Regions from separate parts of the Sus scrofa genome. Here region 1 is linked to region 2. A link is a contact called in public Hi-C data. All regions are on one chromosome and are shown on one strand. Each heading gives the region's core, a stretch centred on a gene start, on an enhancer-like site or on the middle of the called end of the contact. The rest is flanking DNA. Distances are from core to core; before and after follow the strand shown. Region 1 holds the start of PHF20 (PHD finger protein 20). Region 2 holds the start of RBM12 (RNA-binding protein 12).

The links. A called contact is a pair of places that touch in the nucleus more often than the background predicts.
Region 1: a Hi-C map of liver shows a contact between it and region 2, with 6 times the contacts expected there. The contact joins the promoter of PHF20 here to the promoter of RBM12 in region 2. A contact is called at or near these places in 2 of 47 Hi-C or Micro-C datasets (epiblast stem cells and liver) and 1 of 2 datasets of contacts at active chromatin or transcription factors (alveolar macrophages).

The regions. Positions count from the first base shown.
Region 1 is chr17:39,090,506-39,096,430 of Sscrofa11.1, forward strand. It overlaps PHF20 (PHD finger protein 20), which reads left to right and starts at 2,291. Exons shown (of 18, transcript XM_021078131.1): 1 at 2,291-2,423.
Region 2 is chr17:38,993,665-38,999,144 of Sscrofa11.1, forward strand. RBM12 (RNA-binding protein 12) reads right to left here and starts at 3,640. Exons shown (of 3, transcript XM_005672896.3): 1 at 3,546-3,640. CPNE1 (copine 1) reads right to left here and starts at 3,525. Exons shown (of 16, transcript NM_001143703.1): 1 at 3,428-3,525.

The DNA.
Region 1 (5,925 bases), core at 1,041-3,540, 95 kb after region 2:
CTGGGCACATATCTAGGAAAAAACCATTATTTGAAAATATACATGCACCACTATGTTCATAGCAGCACTATTCACAATAGCCAAGACATGGAAACAACCTATGTGCATCAACAGATGAATGGATAAAGGTGTGGTACATATATACAATGGAATACTACTCAGCCATAAAAAAGCCACTGAAATAGGAGTTCCCATCGTGGCACAGCAGAAACGAATCTGACTAGGAACCATGAGGTTTCAGATTCGATTCCTGGCCTTGCTTAGTGGGTCAAGGATCCGGTGTTGCTGTGGCTGTGGCATAGGCCAGTGACTGCAGCTCCAATTGGACCCCTAGCCTGGGAACCTCCATATGCCGCGGGTGCAGCCCTAAAAAGATAAAAAAAAAAGAGAGAATGAAATAATGCCATTTGCAGCAACATGGATGGACCTAGAGATTATCATACTAAGTGAAGTAAGTCGAAAAGAGAAGGACAAATATTATATGATATTGCCGAAATGTGGAATCTAAAATATGACATAGGAGTTCCTGTTGCAGTGCAGCTGAAATGAATCCGACTAGTATCCATAAGGATGTGGGTTTGATCCCTGGCTTTGCTCAGTGGGTCAGGGATCCGGTGTTGCCATGAGCTGCAGTATAGGTCGAAGACCCAGCTTGGATCCCCTGGTGCTTTGGCTGTGGTGTAGGCTGGCAGCTGCAGTTGATTTGACCCCTAGCCTGGGAACTTCCATATGCCGTGGGTGTGGCCCTAAGAAGCAAAAAAAAAAAAAAAAAAGACACAAATGAAGTTATCTACAAAAAAGAAAGCCTCACAGACATAGAGAACAGATGGTAGTTGCCAAGAGAGAGGGATGGCAGGAGAGTCTGGGGTTAGCAGATGCATTATTATGTATAGAATGGATAAACAACAAAGTCCTATTGTATAGCACAGGGAACTATATTCAATATCCCATGGTAAACAATATGGGAAAGAATATAATAGAAGGTATAGGAGAATGTATGGGAGGTGGTGCAGCAGGTTAAGGATCCGCATTGCTGCAGCTGTGGCACAGGTTGCAGCTGTGGCAGAGGTTAGATCCCTGGCTGGGAACCCCCACATGCCAGCAGTTTTGGTCAAAAAAAAAAAAAAAACTATATATGCGTATCACTGAGTCACTTTGCTGTACAGTGGAAATTAATACAATATTGTAAATCAACTACTCTTTAATTAATACATTTTAAAAAAGAAAAAAAATGTGAATTAAAACCATAATGTGCTACCACTTCACACTCACTGGAATAGTTATAACAATAGAAAAACAGAAAAAAAAAAAAAGAAGACTTCACTGAGAAGATGACAAACAGATCTTTAAAGAGTCAGATTTGCCAAAAGCAACAGCCTCGTCAATGGCCTAGCACCTGGAAAGAGAATGGAACCAAAAAAATGGACAGCAGGTCATTGTGGCCAAAGGGTTAGCAGGGAGGAGAGTATTTGAAGGAGAGATTGGTTGTTTTAAGCAGGGGGAGTGACATGATTACATTTACATTTTAAGAAGTGCAATCTAGCGACCCAGTTTTTCCAATATAAAATAAAGTCGTTGTTGCCTTTCTAAAAAAAAACAAATGTTTAGCATTTCTCTTTAGGACTTCCCAAGTCTCATTGGGAAAGCATCTCAGACCCTTCTGAGGCTTCCTCCTTAATCCTTTGAGGCAGAATACAGCTCGTCTCCACACCAGCTATTGGAATCCTTTCCAAGAAGTTAATGAGGTAAAGTGGAGGAGAGATGAGGGCAAAAACCCTGAGGCAGGAACGAACCTGGCTTGTTTGGGGACCTGAAGGATGCTAAGATCTGAATGTGTGAGAATGCGAGAGAGGCACATTAGGCACAGACTCTGAAAAGCCTGATAGAATACAATGATGATTTAGATCTTAATCTGAAGAACAGTGAGTAATGAGTTTTGAGCAGGGGATGGCTGTGACTATAGCTGCGTTTTGAAAAGCTCCAGCTGAGTGTGAAGAATGGATTGGAAGGGGTAAGAGTAAGGAGATGGAGAAGATAATAACCACCATCCAGAAGAGAGTTTAAGGTGGACTAGAGTGGAATGTTGGCAGCGGGATGGAGAGAAGTAGGAGGCTTCGAGATGCATTTAGGAGGCAAAATTAACAGGCGAATCGGTACTTCGTGCTTCGGATCCGGGCGCAGGCCAGTTCCCGCGCGTCAGGGCCGTGGGTGTGACCCGCCAGGGCCGTCGCCACGGTGATAGGGACGGGGCGGGGCCAAGGGCGGGGCAGTTGAGGCGCTGCGTCACTCGGTGGTGGCGATGGTGCGTGTGTGTGGGGGGCGGGGGATACGCTGGGCGCGTCCCGGGGGTCACGTGGTGCGCAGCACGCAGAGCCCTTCTGTCGGTTGGTCCTGGAGCGGCGCAGCCGGAGCGGGGCTGTGAGGTGAGCTCGCGGCGAGGCGCGGCGAGGCGAAGCCGGCTGGCTGGGGCCGGGTCGGGTCGGGCCCGCGCCGCGCGCGCGCGCTTGCGCGCGCCGTGCGGGCAGGGACGGTGACGGACGCCACCGCTGCTCCGGTCCCCTGCCCGGCCCCGCTCCCCGCCTGGCCCAGCTTGCCCAGCCTGGAGGGAGGCCCAGGGACCGCTGTCGAGAGCGTGGCGGGCGTGCGAGCGGCACCCAATCCCCAGGGCTGCCCGCGAGAGTGACAGTGGCTGCGACCAATCAGCGCCGCCCGAGGGGGCTGAGCCGCGGGGTGCGGGCCCCGGGCGCGGAGCGGGCCGTGTTGGGGGTGGGGGGTAAGCGCTAGGGCTGGATCCTCAGCTCTGTGGCCCCGGAGGGCTCCACCACCAACCCCTGCTGTTTCCTTGTGCTTCGGGAACGCGTTTTCTTTTCTTGACTCTTTTATCGTATTCTGGGGAGCACACCCCTTCTCCAAGCCCTTGACTATGGGAGTGTCCCCTTTCTCTATAGTTTTGCAAAATGTGGTCGGTGCATCCCCTTTCTTAAGCTCTAGCCATGGAGTTTTATCTTAATTTGTAGAGCCTCCTCAACTGAGGATGTACCTCCTGACCCACGACCCCCTCAGTCTGGGAGGGCACTCCCATTTCGAGCCTCCAGTTGAATAAGCATTTCCTTTCAAATTTGGGGGTTCATCCCATTAGCGAGTCTAAAATCTGGAGCCCAGGAACCAGAGTTTTGGGAGTACTTATGTTCCCATAAATCCAAGGAAGAATCTCCTTTTCTAGGCCCAAAATCTGGTAACGTGCTTTCCAGAATTTCTTCATTGTAGGGGCTGCTTCCTCTCCTAACCCTTCAAATCTGGGCGTGCACTTCATTACCAGTCTCGAAAATGAGATTCAAATCCTGAAGTTTGGGAATACATATTTGTATTTATACAAGAGAATTCAGTGTTTTTTTTTTTTTTTCAGTCACTCTCTTCTTGGAGTTGCATCCTTTTTCATGAGTCCTCCAAATCAGACCACCTTATTTCCTGGGGGAGACTTACTTTCTTACGTTAAAGTGTGCTTGGTTCTAGTGCCCCCCAAATGTACAGCATGCACTCCTTCGGTTATGCAGGATGTAGGCACCTTTCTGATGCTTATTATATCCAGAGGGCACACCTTTTTTCTGAGTCCTCTTATTTCCAGGGGATGGTTTGTGGTTCTTAAGCTTTTCTGCCATCCAAGATATTTTCTGTCCTCAGTTTTCTTCCCTCTTTGGAACCACGTTTCCCTTTAGTTGGTCTCTCTGGTCAGTGCACCTATTTCCTCTTCCTTCCTTTGGTGAATGTATATGTTTTTTCAGCCCTACACTTTCTATGCTTCTGTGGCCTTTTTTTCTGAGCACACTTCCTATGTTCATACCTCTAAATTCCCCGCCCCCCCCCCCCCCCCCCCCGCACATTTTCTTTCTTGTGTCTTCTCTCTTATCTTTCTGCTAACAGGAACTCTTTCCTTTTGGCTTGCCCTATCCCTGGGGCATTTTTTTTCTGGTTTCTTTCTTCCTTTGGAAACTGTTCTGCTTGCTGGTAGCTCTACAGATTTTCCCCTTTCTTCCCCTTGCTCTGGAAGTGGCCTCAAGTCCAGGACTGCCTGACTCCCCAGGGCTGGATTTAAACAGAAAGGAATTCCCTTGCATTTCTCTGATTATTCACAGGGTTCTTAATCTTCCTGGTGGTTTGCTTCCTATAAGAGTCTGATTAGATGGGCACTATTTTCTCCTTTGCTTCGTTTCCCTTCATTGGGGAAAAAAAACAAAAGGAAAAAAACCCTCGAGATTCTTTAGTTTTGCTTTCAGCTCATAAACGTCTTCCCTACATTGGGTTCCTTCCTTTCTTTTATCAGGAGAAGAGGTAATTTGGAGGAATTTCCTGGTCACTCTTTTTTTCTTGTTCCTGGGGTACAGGTGGGGGGCATGAATATTTATCTCTCCTTGTAATCCTCTCACTTAGCTGCCTAGCCTTTCTCCTAACCCCCACCTTAAAATCTGCAAATGTCTGAGACCCCTTTTCTCTTAAAAGCCTCTCACTAGGTTCTTTTCTTTTGTGTTTCCCTCTGTCTTTCCAGATTTTACTCAGGGCTTCTCAGCCAGAACCCTAACCAGATTAATTTCTCCGCAGCTGGAATCTCAAGTGCTTATGGGATAATGACACCTCTGACCTTTCTCCTTTTTGGGAAGTACTTGAGTGTGCAGCTGTATGAGGCCTCAGTGGGGGAGAGAGTTTGAGGCTGAGAAGCTACCCTGGCAGGATAAGTCAGGAAAATACTGCATTTTCAGGACCATGTCCTTCTGAATCTCATTTGAGGATTGGATGTTTGCCAAGCACCTGCTTCTTAGGGATGCTGGGAGATTTAATGATACTCCCAGGAACCTGTAGGAGTTATTGAGGCTTGTGGAGAAGTGCTCTGAACTCAGTGTTGGAACTTGAATAAAATTAATCGTTGTATTTTCAAAACAACGAAGTTGATTTATATTTCATGTGTGTGAAAACCCTAGATCTGTGATACTTCAGGAAGTGAAAATAGATCCCACATTTAGATCATATGGTCACCAGTAAGTACAAATTCATTAAAAAAAGTTGGAGGTCTGGGCAGTACCTAATAAAATATGGTTTACAGAAAGCAAACAGGTACTTTGTCTCTTATTTGCCTATTTGGTATTCTATCTGTGTTCTACTATATATAGTCCCACCCTTAAAGTGTTCTGCACCAGTGCTTCTCAAACTTGAATGTGAAGTCTTGGTAAAATGTGATTCTAATCCAGTAGGTTTAGGGTGGGACCTAAATATCTGATTTTTAAAAAATTTCCAAGGTGTTAGGTTCTAGGCATAAAGCCAAAGATTTCTCTGTGAAAATAAGAAGGTGGTGGTTAGCCTTATGCTGGGGCATTATTTTCCATTTTCTCTTGACACACATCCCTTAAAGTTTGTATAAGGCCACAGTCTCTTTTGGAGGATTACTCTAGCATTTATGGTTATTCTAGCATTTAGCTTTTAAAATCATTGCTAGAACTTCTCCAGGAGTTTGATTTCTATGTGTTTTGCTCTGGTTCCTCACCTGTCATCTTACTATGGGTAGTGAGTCTGAGATACCCCAAGTCAGCAGGGTCACAGGTGTTAGAATTTCTGAGGAGTCTTTGATTTTGATTTTCTAGGTTCTGGGAATGGCCTGGGAAAGGTAGGTGCCTGGACCTCAAATGGAAGCTACTGACTTGTCTTTCTCTATGGGAGCTTCACAAAGGCGAATGGTAGTGGTATTTTATTTTATTTTTTTTTAATGGAAATTATGGCTTATGATACTCTCCTTTTGTGTCCACATCAATTTCTAAGTCTTAGTGTGATTTTCCTTTCTAAGTATCTTAGGGCATCTGTACCGATTTCCCTGGCTATCGCTTGTCATGGCCTTTCCCCAGATGATCCTATTCTGGGCCCTAATCAGGACAAACCTGA
Region 2 (5,480 bases), core at 2,390-4,889:
CCAAAATTAAGTTTTAACTTTGTTCAATAATCAGTTTTAATTAACAAGAACCAGGGACAGCAGACCTAAGTACTTCAGATTCAAAGCAAACAAAAACCAGCACCCTTCAAATGTTCACCTCAGAGATGAGCAACAGAACCAATCATAATGGGCAAAATGCAACAAGCAGCATAATCACATTATGGTAGGCATTACAGAAACGCAGCTTCAAATTGATTTTGTCCCCATTCCCAAATAGATCACATTTCTTATTCTGGTATCATTCTTTTTTTTGGTTTTGTTTGGTCTTTTTAGGGCAGCACCCTCAGCTTATCTAAATTTCCAGGCAAGCTGTCACATCAAAGCAGCAACCACAGGCCTACGCCATAGTCACAGCAATACCAGACCTGAGCTACATCCACAACCTACACCATAGCTTGCCACAATGCCAGATCCTTAATCCACTGCGCTAGGCCAGGGATCGAAACTGCATCCTCGTGGATACTAATGGGGTTCTTAACCCGCTAAATCACAATGGGAACTCCAGATTCTGGTATCATTTTTAATAAAACAATTTTTCTGACACTGAGGGAGCTATAAGCTTTTGATACCATAATAGTCAACTCTCCCATTAACCTCCAGTCAATACTCAAAAGGCAGCAAATAAAAAGACATTTCTAAATATTTACTCCTCTTGCCAAAAAGACAATATCAAGTTATTTTTCAGTTCCAATGTCAACAAAAATGTTCATTACCTTATTTCACTTAAACTACAAAGAAACAATGCTTCTTCTAAATTACCAAACCACATTCACTCTCACTACTGGTTTAAAGACATAAAAGCTGGCTTTAAACTTAACGAACTAAACTCTATACAACCCAAAAGGTGTATGTGTGGTGGTGGTAACATCTGACAAAACTATAAATGAAGTTATTTTTTTTGCTTAGTTGATCTAAAACATTTAACAACATTCATTTATTCTACAATTATTAAGCACTTGTGGGCCAGGCACGAGATTACAGAAATGAGATTTCAGAAACAGACAACAGTCCCTGCATTTTAGGGAGTGATATCTAAAGTATCTTTTGTGCAACCATTACTGATACTTTAAAGTTCTTCCTGGAGTTCCCGTCCTGGCGCAGTGGTTAACGAATCCGACTAGGAACCAGCCTTGCTCAGTGGGTTAAGGATCCGGCGTTACTGTGAGCTGTGGTGTAGGTTGCAGAGGCGGCTTGGATCCCACGTTGCTGTGGCTCTGGCGTAGGCCGTGGCTACAGCTCGGATTCGACCCCTAGCCTGGGGACCTCCATATGCTGTGGGAGCGGCCCTAGAAAAGGCAGAAAGACAAAAAAAAGAAAAAAAAGTTCTTCCTACACCTATAGAAGAAAATATTCATCTAAACTGAAATGATGGAGTGACTATCTACAAAATGGAATAAAAACAGCATGAACACTGTCACTGGATTCTAGCACCTGGTGTTCTACCAGCCCACAAAGTCAAGTTTCGCATCTAAAAATTGTACCAACAACCCCAAACTAATTATGCAAAAATTAAGTTATTTGGCATGTCAAAGCAAGTGAAAGAAGCCTGAAGTTTTCTGGTAATAGCACATAACAATATGTTCCAAGTTACTACCACAATGGTTTCTGAAGCTTCACATTTTTTGCCTAACAGATATGGAAATAAGAAAACCTGAAATTATGCATTACAATCCATAAGCAAAATAACCAATATTTAATCAAGCATATAAGGGTAATATAAAATGCATTCCCTGTTTCATAAAAATTTCCACTAATACTAAGCAAATCCTCAACTTTTATATAAACAAGCCAAACATTTCATTTTCTTCAAAAATTACCATAAAATTATTTTAACGACCTGTAACATTTCTTCATAACTTTTTAATATTCTTGGAAAATGCCTGAACACAATTTCCTTCCACTAAATCCATAAATCCACCATGCTATCAAAACTACCATATTTCAAAAACAACTACAACCAGTCTTATGTTATATTTCTGCAATAGAAAAATAAAATGAAACGAGAACAGCCTCTATGCCCAGACTTCTAGGATTCTTTTTCAATTGTGAATGCTCTGAAATATATTAAAAATGTAAACTAGATAAGATCCGAGGCAATTCGTGCTTCTGGTACTGCATTTTACAAAAATTATACAATTTAAAACCATTCAAGCAAGCTCTAAGAGAAATAATCATCACAAGTCTCTCCTTCAACAAAACCTTAATCGCAATCACATTTTTCTTCAGTAGGTTATATTGACAAGCATCAAGCTAATCGTGAATAATATAAAATGGTTCCTGCCAAGTATCCCAATTTACATCAGATCATCTCTAGGAATGCGGAGCCAAGCAGGGTTTTAGGGTCCAGAAACCTCTCTTTCGGAGCCTGCAATTCTTAGTATACAACTCTCGGCACATTTAATACTGAATAACCCAGAATAACTCACCGGAGCTCCTGAGATTTTTCACTATAACGCACACTCTGGAAGCACCCATAAAGTCCATGCATTTAACAATCTGGCAGCTCAATCTCCTGCACTAGTGTCCATCCCGGTCAATAACCTGTAGCTTCTCAAAGCCCCTCCCACCCAGTTCACATGGCTGCAAACAAGCACCTCCAGCCTTCAATAAACTCAACTCACGCTCCATCAAAATCGCCCACTCCCTCCCGAGGGACAAATAAAGGTGGTGCACTTAGCAGCAACTTCCCTACTTCGGGACCAAGGGGCTGACACATCACTACCATCTTCGGAGACCCCCACAATGCCGGGGCTGGTTTCTCAAACTGCGGACACCCCGAAGGTAAGCTCCGCCCCAAAGCTGGGCCTCGGAAGCGTTTCTCGACAAAACCCCTCCACCTTCAGACCAAGAAGGCAGCTAGTCCGGACTTCCTTTCCAAACTCGCGGGAGGGCACGTACTACAGCTCCTTCCCCACAAATGTGTTCTAATTGCAGTCCTCTTTTTCTGAGAGGCCGCAAGGGCATCCTTTCCACTTCCGGTGGAGGGAGTGTCCTCAATACGATTATCTCCTCACTTCGGGGCAGTTATAATTTCTGCCCCCATGTTGGGGCATAGAGATTCTGGTTGATTCGGGATGTAGTGTGTTTTCACTGCAGTTCCCGTTGGTTCGCAGGCCGCCAAGCCACCCAGCTCTGGACGCCTCCCTTTCAGTCCACGGGACGGTCCTGGCTAATGCCTCATCCCCTCTTCGGCAAGCAGACCTATACTCTTTTGTCTTTCCTGCATCCTCTCAGGCCCGAGTGGCGCAAGAGGCGCCCCAGACCCCCCGCAGCCATGCCCCAACCCTTTTGTGTGGGGCGTTCGCTGCGGCGGGCTCCGAGGCCTCCGAAGGCCCCGCCCCGGGCCACCAAGGGGCGGCTCGAGCCCCGCACAGCCCCGCCCGTTCCGGGGCTGCGGGAGTCTTACCGGGGAGAACTGCGCGGCACCCGAACCCAGACCCGAGTTACCCCCCGCGCGAGTGCCTCCGCCCCGCGGTCGACAGCCCCAGCCAGAACGGCTTCCCGGAGCCCAAAGCAGCCACCACCTCCTTCGCCGCTTCACAAGATGGCCGCCGGCCCGCTCAACATCTCCGCGTTCCAGAAAAGGCGGGACAGCGTGGTTGACGTAAAGGGGCGGAGCGACGCAGACGCGCTTAGGTTTTCCAGCGAGTTCCCGGAAGTCGCCAACGTCTGTGGCGAGCGGAGCGTTGAGTTCAGTGCCTGCGACTTAGGCGCACTAGCCCCGCCTTAGAGGAGTGAAGCTTCACGGTAGGATCGCAGTATGTGACTCCAGGTTTTGTGCAGTTGCTTCACTTCTTAGAGCCTCTGCCTGAGGGAAATACTGCCTACCTCCCAGAATTGTTTTGAGGATTAAATGGACCACACAGCGGTATCTAGTTCTATTGATGATGCCCTGACAAATGGACCAAAACCTAATTCTTTTTTTTTTCCCCATCAAAAATTTTCAGTCCTGGAGTTCCCATCGTGGTGCAGCGGAAAACGAATCCGACTAGGAACCATGAGGTTGAGGGTATGATCCCTGGCCTCGCTTAGTAGGTTAAGGATCTAGCATTGCTGTGAGCTGTGGTGTAGGTTGCGGACGCAGCTCAGATCCTGCGTTGCTGTGGCTCTGGCATAGGCCGGCAGCAACAGCTCCGATTAGACCCCTAGCCTGGGAACCTCCATATGCCGCGAGTGAGGACCTATAAAGGCAAAAAGGACAAAAAAAAAAGATTCAATCCAGGCGTTCCTGTGGTGGCGCAGCAGAAACAATCCGACCAGGAACCATGAGGTTGAGGGTTTGATCCCTGGACTCGCTCAGTGGGTTAAGGATCCAACGTTGCCATGAGTTGTGGTGTGGGTCGCAGACGCTGCTCGGATCTGGCGTTGCTGTGGCTGTGGTGTAGGCCGGCAGCTACAGCTCCAGTTAGACCCCTAGACTGGGAACCTCCATATCCAGGGAGCTTTACATTTTTTTTACCCAGTTGTCATTAATCCCTCCATAGCTGCACTTCAGTATTATTACTATAACTTACTTTTGGCCTTGCCTACAGCATGCAGGCAGTCTACAGCCAGGGATGGAAACTGCATCACTGCAGTGACCTGAGCCACAGCAGTGACAACACAGAATCCTTAACTGCTAGGCCACCGGGGAACTCCAAATATTATTTTATTATAGAAAAAATTATTCTCCTGTTGCTCTGGTCCTAGCCCCCCAGACACCACTCCCCCTGCCAATACCCCATTTTTTGATTAATGTTACCATAATTGAACTAATCTCTCAAATCAGAAAGTGAGGAATCAATTGACTTAAAATCAGGGACTAAATTCATAAAACTCCCAACAAATCTGGGAAAGATCTATGTGGCAGAGTAGCCTGGTGCTAGACCAGTATGACTTGAAAAAACCAGGCCATACTTTTAAACAAAATCTATACTTTCTTATATATATTTTTGCAGCTATAGTATAATGTATTAAAAACAAAACCTGCTAAATACAATGTGGTATCTAGGATTGGATCCTGGAGCAGAAAAAGGGCATTAGTTAGAAAACTGGTGGAATCTAAATAAAATCTGAAATTTAGTTAACATTAAGGGCCAGATGTTAATCTCTTGGTTTTGACAATCCCAGTTTTACGGAAGATGTTAAAATTAGAGGAAATTAACTGATGGATATGCAACTCTGTACTATCTTTCTCTAAACCTGAAATTATTCAAAAGTAGAAATTTTATTGAGAAGTTCCCACTGTGGCACAATAGGATTGGCGGTGTCTCTGCAGTGCCAGGATTGTAGGTCACAACTGTGGCTCAGATCTGATCCCTGGCCCAGGAACTCCATATGTTGTGGTGCAGCCAAAAAAGAAAAAAATCTATTGAAGCATCTACTGTAGTTCCATCTCTTTCCTCCCTTGTCCATCTATATTCACCCTACTTTAGCCTAGTGGCTTTCAAAAATTTTTTTGACAATCACTCACCTGAGAA